2 separate regions of the Ovis aries genome follow, and region 2 is linked to region 1. A link is a contact called in public Hi-C data. All regions are on one chromosome and are shown on one strand. Each heading gives the region's core, a stretch centred on a gene start, on an enhancer-like site or on the middle of the called end of the contact. The rest is flanking DNA. Distances are from core to core; before and after follow the strand shown.

The links. A called contact is a pair of places that touch in the nucleus more often than the background predicts.
Region 2: a Hi-C map of hypothalamus shows a contact between it and region 1, with 3 times the contacts expected there. The contact joins the promoter of HTR6 here to the promoter of OTUD3 in region 1. A contact is called at or near these places in 4 of 16 Hi-C or Micro-C datasets (hypothalamus, liver, skin fibroblasts and 1 more).

What each region holds. Positions count from the first base shown.
Region 1 is chr2:246,528,682-246,533,291 of ARS-UI_Ramb_v3.0, forward strand. It overlaps OTUD3 (OTU deubiquitinase 3), which reads right to left and starts at 1,340. Exons shown (of 7, transcript XM_060411484.1): 1 at 977-1,340. The coding sequence starts at 1,197.
Region 2 is chr2:246,730,340-246,735,294 of ARS-UI_Ramb_v3.0, forward strand. It overlaps HTR6 (5-hydroxytryptamine receptor 6), which reads right to left and starts at 2,496. Exons shown (of 3, transcript XM_012157423.5): 1 at 1,783-2,496. The coding sequence starts at 2,496.

The DNA of each region.
Region 1 (4,610 bases), core at 90-2,589:
CTCAGGTCTTGGCTTAAAGTCACCTTTTTGGGGGGAGGCCGGCTCCATCTCATCCCCTCAGGTCTTGGCTTAAAGTCACCTTTTTGGGGGGGGGGGGCGGCCGGCTCCATCTCATCCCCTCAGGTCTTGGCTTAAAGTCACCTTTTTGGGGGGCGGGGGGCGACTGGCTCCATCTCATTCCCTCAGGTCTTGGCTTAAAGTCACTTTTTTGGGGGGGGCGGGACTGGCTCCATCTCATCCCCTCAGGTCTTGGCTTAAAGTCACCTTTTTTTGGGGGGGGGCGGGACTGGCTCCATCTCATCCCCTCAGGTCTTGGCTTAAAGTCACCTTTTTTGGGGGGGGGCGACTGGCTCCATCTCATCCCCTCAGGTCTTGGCTTAAAGTCACCTTTTTGGGGGGGGGGCGACTGGCTCCATCTCATCCCCTCAGGTCTTGGCTTAAAGTCACCTTTTTTTTGGGGGGGGCGGCTCCATCTCATCCCCTCAGGTCTCGGCTTAAAGTCACCTTTTTTTTGCTGGGGGGGGGCGGCTCCATTTCATTCCCTCAGGTCTTGGCTTAAAGTCACCTTTTTGGGGGGAGGCCGGCTCCATCTCATCCCCTCAGGTCTTGGCTTAAAGTCACCTTTTTTGGGGGGGGGCGGGACTGGCTCCATCTCATCCCCTCAGGTCTTGGCTTAAAGTCACCTTTTTTTGGGGGGGGCCCGACTGGCCCCGTCTCATCCCCTCAGGTCTCGGCTTGAGAGTCACCCTATTTTTGCCCGGGGAGGAGGTGCTTCCGGGGCACCGATCTCGGGGAGACCTTCTGTCGGGACCCCCGACAGTTCGCCAGCACGAGGGCCACGGGGGAGGCCGCGCGCGTCTCGAGGGGGGGCGCCGGCGGCTCGCGGCCCCGCGCTCCGCCGGCGCAGGGAGACGGCCGCCAAGCCCCGGCGCGAACCGCGGCGCCGCCCGCCCCCGCGCTCCCGGGCGCGCCTCACCCGTCCCCCGGCACCTCCCGCAGCTTCAGCCCCAGGGCCTGCAGCTGGTTGGCGAAGCTGACGAACTCCTCCTCGCAGCCCCCGCCGCCGCCGGACTCCGGCCGGTTCCGCCGCTCCCTGGCCAGGGCCCGGCGCGCCGCCCGCTCGTCCCGCTTGCGCTCGGCCTCGGCTTTGCGGCTGCCGCTGCCCGGCCGGCCCTTGGCGGCCTGCTTCCGGGACATGGCCTCGGCCCCCGCGGCCCGCAGCCGCAGGAGGAAGAGCCGCAGGACCGCCCGGGCGGCCGCCTCAGGGGCCGAAGGAGGCGAAGCGGCGCGGGCTACGGAGCCCGGCGACGGCGACGCGACCACCGCGCCTGCGCCGGCCTGAGGGCGGGCGGCGGGGGGGCGGGGGGAGGGGCGCCTCGGTCACGTGGCGGGACCCCGCCCCCCTCGGCCTGGCCGGGCTGACGAGCGCCACAGAGAGCTCGTCGGGGAGAGCTAGAGGGGCAGCCGTGTCGTTTGCGCCGCTCCTCCCCCTAGCGGTGAGCGGTCCTGCCAACTGCGGCGCCGCTAGGACCGGAGGGAACAGAACAGGGAAAGATTCCAAAGCCGCTGAGGAGTTGCTCAGCCGTGTCCTACTCTTCGCGACTTCATGGACTGTAGTCTACCCGGCTCCTCCGTCCGTGGGATTCTCCAGGCAAGAGTACTGGAGTGGGTTGCCATTCCTTTCTCCAGGGGGATCTTCCCAACCCAGAGAGGGAACCTGGTTCTCCCACATTGCAGGCTGATTCTTTACTATCTTAAAGCTGAATGCCGAAAAATTGATGCTTTTGAGCTGTGGTGTTGGAGAAGACTCTTGAGAGTCCCGTGGACTGCAAGGAGATCCAACCAGTCCATCCTAAAGGAGATCAGTCCTGGGTGTTCATTGAAAGGGCTGATGTTGAAGCTGAACTCCAATACTTTGGCCACCTGATGGGAAAAACTGACTCATTTGAAAAGACGCTGATGCTGGGAAAGATCGAAGGAGGGAGGAGAAGGGGACTACAGAGGATGAGATGGTTGGATGGCATCACCGACTCAATGGACATGAGTTTGCCTAAACTCTGGGATTTGGTGATGGACAAGGAGGCCTGGCGTGCTGCAGTCCATGGGGTCCCAAAGAGTTGGACACGACTGAGCGACTGAACTCTTTGCTATCTGAGCCACCAGGGAAGCCTGATGGCTCAGCCCACACCCTTTATTTAATCCTGCCCTTCTCTCCTTCTCTGCCTTCTCTCATAACTCAGAGAGAAGTAGCCCTTGTCCAGAACCACTAGCTCCTCTAATAATCTGGATTCCACCCTAACACCACCAACCTAGGTTTGCCTGAACCAAGGGTTTTCATTGGACACAGGACTTTCGATTTTAAAACGGGGACAGCACCAGGCAAACCAAAGTAGCTGGGTAATCCTAATCCACATCTGCTGCTGCTGCTGCTGCTGCTGCTGCTGCTGCTGCTGCTGCTGCTGCTGCTGCTAAGTCGCTTCAGTCGTGTCCGACTCTGTGCAACCCCATAGACAGCAGCCCACCAGGCTCCCCCATCCCTGGGATTCTCCAGGCAAGAACACTGGAGTGGGTTGCCATTTCCTTCTCCAATGCATGAAAGTGAAAAGTGAAAGTGAAGTCACTCAGTCATGTCCAACTCTTAGTGACACCATAGACTACAGCCTACCAGGCTCCTCCATCCATGGGATTTTCCAAGCTCCCCTAAAAGCTAATTCCATCAGTAATCACCTCTCCCCTGCAGAACCTCTCTTCTGCCTCATTCTGGGCCCTCTTTCTTAACACTCTCTCCCCCCTGCAGAACCCCTCTTCTGCCTCGTTCCGGGCTCTCTTTCTTAACGCTGTCTCTTCCCACAGGTGTTGCCATGGTGTTGCCTACCTCTTGACCCTCCAAACAGCCTCTTTCACCATTTCTGGAAATGTTCCTAAAGTTTCTGGCCTTAATCATTTTATTTTCGCACTCTGCCTACAAGTTCCCCTTTGGGAATAGCCTCCGTTTCCTCAGTTTCAACTAGCGTATTTATCTTCAGCTCTTGTGTTAGATGCAGGTATAGCAATGAATCAAAGAGGCGCGGCTGTTGTCCTCAAGGAGCCCAGATTCCAGTGAGATATATAGGCAAGGATACAGCAGTTTCCATGCTGCATGACATATGTTATCAAGAGTGCAAAAAGTGGAGTGAAAAATGCAAAAAGTTTTCCCAGAAGAGCTGCGTTCTGGGCTGAAGCTCAGAGGATCAGTAGGACTTGGCCAGACTAAGACGGTTAAAAGAGAGAGGATTGTGTGTCCAACACCAGAGCTCTATTTTGAGGAACTGAGGGAAGTTCAGTTTGACCAAGGAGCCCAGAACTTGAGTTATGAGATAGGAAATGAAAGGAAGGGTCCGTTCTGAGCCCAGTCTTGCAGGCTAGAGGAAAGGGTTTAGTCCAAGACCTTAGAGCCGTGGGGAGACGCTGAAGCATCTTCATCCAGAACTGACATGAGTGGGCTTACCTTTAAAATACATCTTTGGCTTTAGTTAGGAGAATGTGTTGAAGGTAGGATGCCAGGCAGAAAGTTCCTGTGGCTGCGCAAAGACAGGTGGTGGTGATGCGATGCTGAGCCTGGGATGGAGAGAAAGAGGAGTGGTAGCCTGGGAAGACGGATTCACGTGCTGGGAAAAGCTCGTGAAACAGAGTGGGACTGAACTGTTGCGGAATGTTTCACATGCTTCTCTGAAGTTCCTGAAATTGCTCCTCTACGGATCCCCCTTTCATTCTCAGAGAGAACGTGAATTATGCCTGGCCCTGTCTTTAATTGCAACAGACATTCCAAGGCCTGCAGCAACCCCTCTGCTTACATTTAGTTAAGTTGGGAGGCAGTGCTAGGAGTTGGAAACCCCTGGACAGGATGGTAGAGACCCAGATTGTGGTCCAAGTCTATCACTGACTCACTCCATGATCGTGGGTGAGTTGCTTAACATTTTCCTCACCTATAAAATGGGAGTAACAGTGAAGACCACATACAATCATAATGATAGTAATGATAAACTTTTATAGTGTTTACCATATATAAGGCATTATTCTATTGCTTTCCAAATAGTACCTTATTTAATCATTACAACAACCCAGTGAAATGTGGGGGGGGTTTTTTGAAACTGGACTTTTTTAAAAAATTGTATTGGAGTATAGCTAATTTCACACACTAGCAAACTAATGCTCAAAATTCTCCAAGCTAGGCTTCAACAGTACATGAACCAAGAACTCCCAGATGTTCAAGCTGGATTTAGGAAAAGCAGAGGAACCAGAGATCCAATTGCCAACATCCGCTGAATCACAGAAAAAGCAAAAGAATTCCAGAAAAACATCTACTTCTGCTTCATTGATTACACTAAAGTCTTTGACTGTGTGGATCACAGCAAACTGTGGAAAATTCATCAAGAGATGGGAATACCAGACCGCCTGACCTGCCTCCTGAGAAATCTGTATGCAGGTCAAGAAGCAACAGTTAGAGCCGGACGTGGAACAACAGACTGGTTCCAAATTGAGAAAGCAGTACATACACCAATATTCATTGGAAGGTCTGATGCTGAAGCTGAAAAAGCAATACTTTGGCCACCTGATGCGAAGAACTGACT
Region 2 (4,955 bases), core at 1,246-3,745, 200 kb after region 1:
GGAAGTAAAAAGATGAGATGACTCCAAGAAATCGCTAAGTAAGTACATATGGCTGCAGAGACTCGCAGACTGTGTGAGGCTGGGCGGCAGGGTAGCAAGGCAGATGCCTCGAGGCAGTTCCCAAAAGCCTGAAGCTTGGGAAATGCTCCTTTACAAGAACCCAGCGAGAGGGTGTGGATAGCCCATGGCAGCCATCCTGAAGCTCAAGAACCAAGTCAGGGTCACAGCCACCTGCAGAGACTGGAGAAGTATAGATCAGGAGAGAGCTGGCTGCAGCCAAGGCCTCCTGTCCACCCAGGACGCCATCATCCGAGCTGATGGGCCTCACTGCAGGGGTGACATGGACGAGCCACGTGGGGGCTGCCAACCAGGATGTCAGCCTCTCAGCTCCGTCTATCCAGTAACCCCCACCCCCCAAGGGACCTGCCACCCTGCAGACACCTCCCACACCTGAGGCCACGCCTGGAGGACACTGGAGAGCCCCGCTGGGACCTTCCTGGGGGCCCGTGGTCTAATTCTGTGGGGCTCGGGCCTGGCGGTCTGAACACCCAGCCCTGGGCAGAGAGGTGCTAGGACTCAGGCGCTGTGCAACCCACTCCGCTCTAGACACTGCAGGGCCTGCAGCTAAGAGCACCCACCCCATTCACAAGGAGTCAGGGGACACTTCCTAGGTAGGGTGGAGCTCGAAGCCCACCCAGAGAAGCCAGCCCTTGTGGGAGCTTACACACCAGTAAGGGAGACAGACAATGAACAAACCAACAAGCTGGGAGTCAAGACGGAGAATAACAGGGTAGCGGACGGCGGGGCGGTCTGCAGACGGGGTGGTCAGGCTGGGCCCCTGGGAAGGAGTAACCTGTGAATGAAAGAGTCAGCCAAGGACGGCCCCAGGGGAAGAACATCCCAGACGGCACAGCCGGTGCAAAGACTTGGGCACACCTCTGGCGCCTTCTGGGAGTGTCAGAAGGACATGCAGGGCTGGTGCAGAGAAGTGGGGAGTGGGTAGGGGAGGGAGTGCAGCTGGAGAGGCTGGCAGGACCAGGTCCCAGGCCAGATCCTGGCCCGGGTCTCCTCTCCATCTTGAGAGCCAGAGGGAGCCGCTGAAGGGTTTGGAGCCAAAGAGTGAGGGGACTGCCCTTTTGTTTCTCTTTGTGCAGAAAATGGACAGGAGTGGGTCTGGGATGGAGGCAGCGGGAGACTATCAAAGGCTCCCAGGTACGGGACTTCCCCGGTGGTTGGGTGGTTAAGAATCCGGCTTCCAATGCAGAAGACACAGGTTCAGCCCCTGGTTGGGGAAAGAAGATCTCATGTGCTCTGGGGCAACTAAGCCCCAGTGCTCCTGAGCACCTCATTGAAGACCCAGCACAGGAAGAAAAGAAAAAGGCTCCAAAGTAAGAAGCAACGGTGGCTTGGATCAGGAGATCAGGAAGGTGCCCTCGGGAATGACACAGGTATCGAGGAGCTTGTGAATGCATCCCATGAGCATGAGAGGGAAAGTGTTCCCAAGCTTCTGGGCCACGATGCCATGATGGTGCCACTGGCCGTGACGGGGAAGATGGGTGAGGAGCAAGTGGAGAGAGCTGGGCCCGCCTGAATGCCCTGTTGCACATGTTACCCTTGAGAAACGTGCCCACGCCCTGGCGGGTCCTGTGGACAGCTGGGCATTGCGTCTAGCGTTCAGAAGGAAGGTGGGCGCTGGGATTGACCACTTGGAAGTGCCAGCAACGACTGCTCATTCCTCCCCGGCCCCCACGCCCGGGTCTCCCTGCGCGTCCTGCCCCGTACCTGCAGCGTCTCCAAGGCCTGGCCGGCAGCGCCGGTGGAGAGGGACGCCACCTGGACGGCCTGCTTGCGGGCGGCCAGCAAGATCCTGCTGTAGGTGAAGCAGATGGCGCCCGAGGGCAGGAAGAAGGTGAGGCCCGACGCCACGAGGACGAAGGGCAGGCTGGCCAGCAAGCGGCACTGACCCGGCGCGGATGCCAGCGCGCGGCCCGGCTCGTGCCAGCCCAGCAGCAGGGGCAGGAAAGAGGCGAGCGCGGCCAGGCTCCAGGCGCCGAGGACCAGCGCCAGGGCGCGCGCGGGCGTCATGCGCAGCTTGTAGCGCAGCGGCGAGAGGATGAGCAGGTAGCGGTCCAGGCTGATCAGGCAGAGGTTGAGGATGGAGGCGCTGCAGCACATCACGTCGAAGGCGGCCCAGAGCAGGCAGAGGCCCCGCGCCAGCACCCAGCGGCCGTACAGCACGTTCAGCATGGCCGGCGGCATCACCACCAGCCCCACCATCAGGTCCGACGTGAAGAGCGACACCAGGAAAAAGTTGGAGGTGTTGCGCAGCGCGGGCTGCGCGCAGATGAGCGCGATGAGCAGCGCGTTGGCCGCTGCCGTCAGCGCGATGACCACGCACAGCGCGGCGGCCACCCAGCCGCTGCCCCCGGGGGCCCGCGGCGGCCCCGAGCCCCAGTCCGGGGTGCTGTGATTGGCGGGGCCTTGCTCTGGGACCATGCGGGCGGAGGGCGAGGACGTGAGGCCCCAGAGCGGTCCGGAGGAGGAGGCGGGGTGGGCGTGGAGGCTGGCTGCTGGGAAGGCGGGGATGGGCAGGGGACCTTCTGGGTCAAGGGTCAGCACCCGGAGGGGGATGGAGAGGGGATTTGGGGGCGTCCTTGGGTGGGATGCAGAAACACCTGGGGCAAACACCTGGGTAGGAAGTTTGGGAGGGGGCACCTGAGGAGCAGGGTCCTCTAGCAGGAGCGAGTGGCAAGTCAGGAGGACGGGAACGCGGACTCGGGGCGTTTGGCCGGGTGGGCACAGAGGCCCTCGGAGGGGCGGGCGGCAAGATGGGTCGAGGGCAGGGACCCGGGGAGCCCGGGGCCGCTGGGCGCTCTCCAGGCCGGGGCAAGCCCCTCTCGGCGAGTGGACATAGAGAGGTGCCAAGGAGGACCCGGGGTGCTGGGGGTCGCAGGGTGGGAGCCCCACGGGCCAAAGCCAAGCCCCCGGCGGGGAGCGCAGGTCTCGGACCCAGCGCAGAGGCACCCCGGGCTCGGGCGGACGCGGTCCCCGCGGCGAGCTGGAGGACGCCGGCCGGCCCGCCGGGAGAGAAGGACCCCCTCCCCACCCGGCCGCGGGTCTCCGGCCCCGCTCCCGCCGGGGCTCGGTACCTGGAGCGCTGCTCCGCCGGCGGCGACTGCGGCACGAGCCGCGGGCCCGGGAGAGGCAGCGGCGGCCGCGGGTCGGGCTGGCGCCCAGGGGCCGGGAGACGCCGAGAGGGCCCGGCGCGCGCGGAGGCGCGGGGGCTGCTTCCAGGAGCGCGCGGTCCCGGCGCCGCGGAGCCTGCGTCCCGCCCCGCGGTGGGCGGGCAGAGCCGAGCTCTGGCCCCGCAGGCGGGCGGGGTCCCCGGCACCCCTGTGCCTGCAGAGCGATGATCCGAGAGCCGGGCCATGTCAGATCGCCTCCCAGCTCTAGGGCCTCTACCCGGCCCCCGCCACGCCTGCCCCTCCCCACTCACACTTGGCGCAGGAGGAACTCAGAGAAGGGGCCTGCGGGCCACCTTCATCCAGGACTGCTTCCAAGAGGGGGCTGCCCACGCGCTACCAGGGCGAGCCGGTTGGGAGATATCGGGCAGAGCGCTTGACATATGTGTACATATATGTTACGATATGTTGTTGTTTAGTCGCTAAGTCATTTCCCGACTCCCGCAGCCCCATGGACTGTAGCCCGCCAGCCTCCTCTGTCCATAGGATTTCCTAGGCAAGAACACTGGAGTGGACTGCCATTTCCTTCTCCAAGGGATCTTCCCCACCCAGGGATGGAACCTGCATCTCCTGCACTGATAGGCAGGTTCTTTACCAATGACCCACCTGGGGAGCCCTATATAATATATAATTGGTTGCGCTTCCTTCAAACCTTTAATTTAAATAGATGGTTCCTTCCCAGCAGAAACCATCCTGTCCCCCCCGACAGTGCCAGGCACTAAGGGTGAAGGATCAAGCTGTTGGCACTCTCAGTCTCCCGGAGATTGGGAACAGGGAACCCCCAGGCCAGGTGGGGTGGAGTCACCGCAGGTAGACAGGCCTGGCACACCTTGTGTATCCCTGCCCCCTCCCGCCCCTCACAACCGGAACTAAGAGTCTCTACTGGACACATCACAGGTTAATATCATGGATTCAGTCAGTCAGTTCAGTTGCTCTGTCGTGTCCGACTCTTTACGACCCCATGGACTGCAGCACGCCAGGCCTCCCTGTCCATCACCAACTCCCAGAGCTTACTCAAACTCATGTCCATTGAGTCGGTAATGCCATCTCATCCTCTGTCGTCCCCTTCTCCTCCTGCCCCCAATCCCTCCCAGCATCAAGGTCTTTTCCAATGAATCAGTTCTTCGCATCAGGTGGCCAAAGTATTGGAGTTTCAGCTTCAGCATCAGTCCTTCCAATGAACACCCAGGACTGATCTCCCTTAGGATAAACTGGTTGGATCTCCTTGCAGTCCAAGAGTCCTCTCAAGAGTCTTCTCCAACACCACAGTTCAAAACCATCAATTCTTTGGCGCTCAGCCTTCTTTATAGTCCAACTCTCACATCCATACATGACTACTGGAGAAACCATAGCCTTGACTAGACGGACCTTTGTGGGCAAAGTAACATCTCTGCTTTTTATTGTGTTCTATCGTTTTCCTCTATTTCTTTGTGTTGATCACTGAGGAAGGCTTTCTTAGCTCTCCTTGCCATTCTTTGGAACTCTGCATTCAGATGAGTATATCTTTCTCTTTCCTCCCTTGCCTTTAGCTTCTCTTCTTTTCTCAGCTATTTGTAAGGCCCCCTTAGACAGCCATTTTTCCTTTTTGCATCTCTTTTTCTTGGGGATAGTCTTGATCGTGGATTCAACAAACATTTATAAGGAGCACCTACTAGGTGTCAGACACTGTTCCATCCAATTGGGACACTACAGAAACCAAAGCAAAGATCCAAC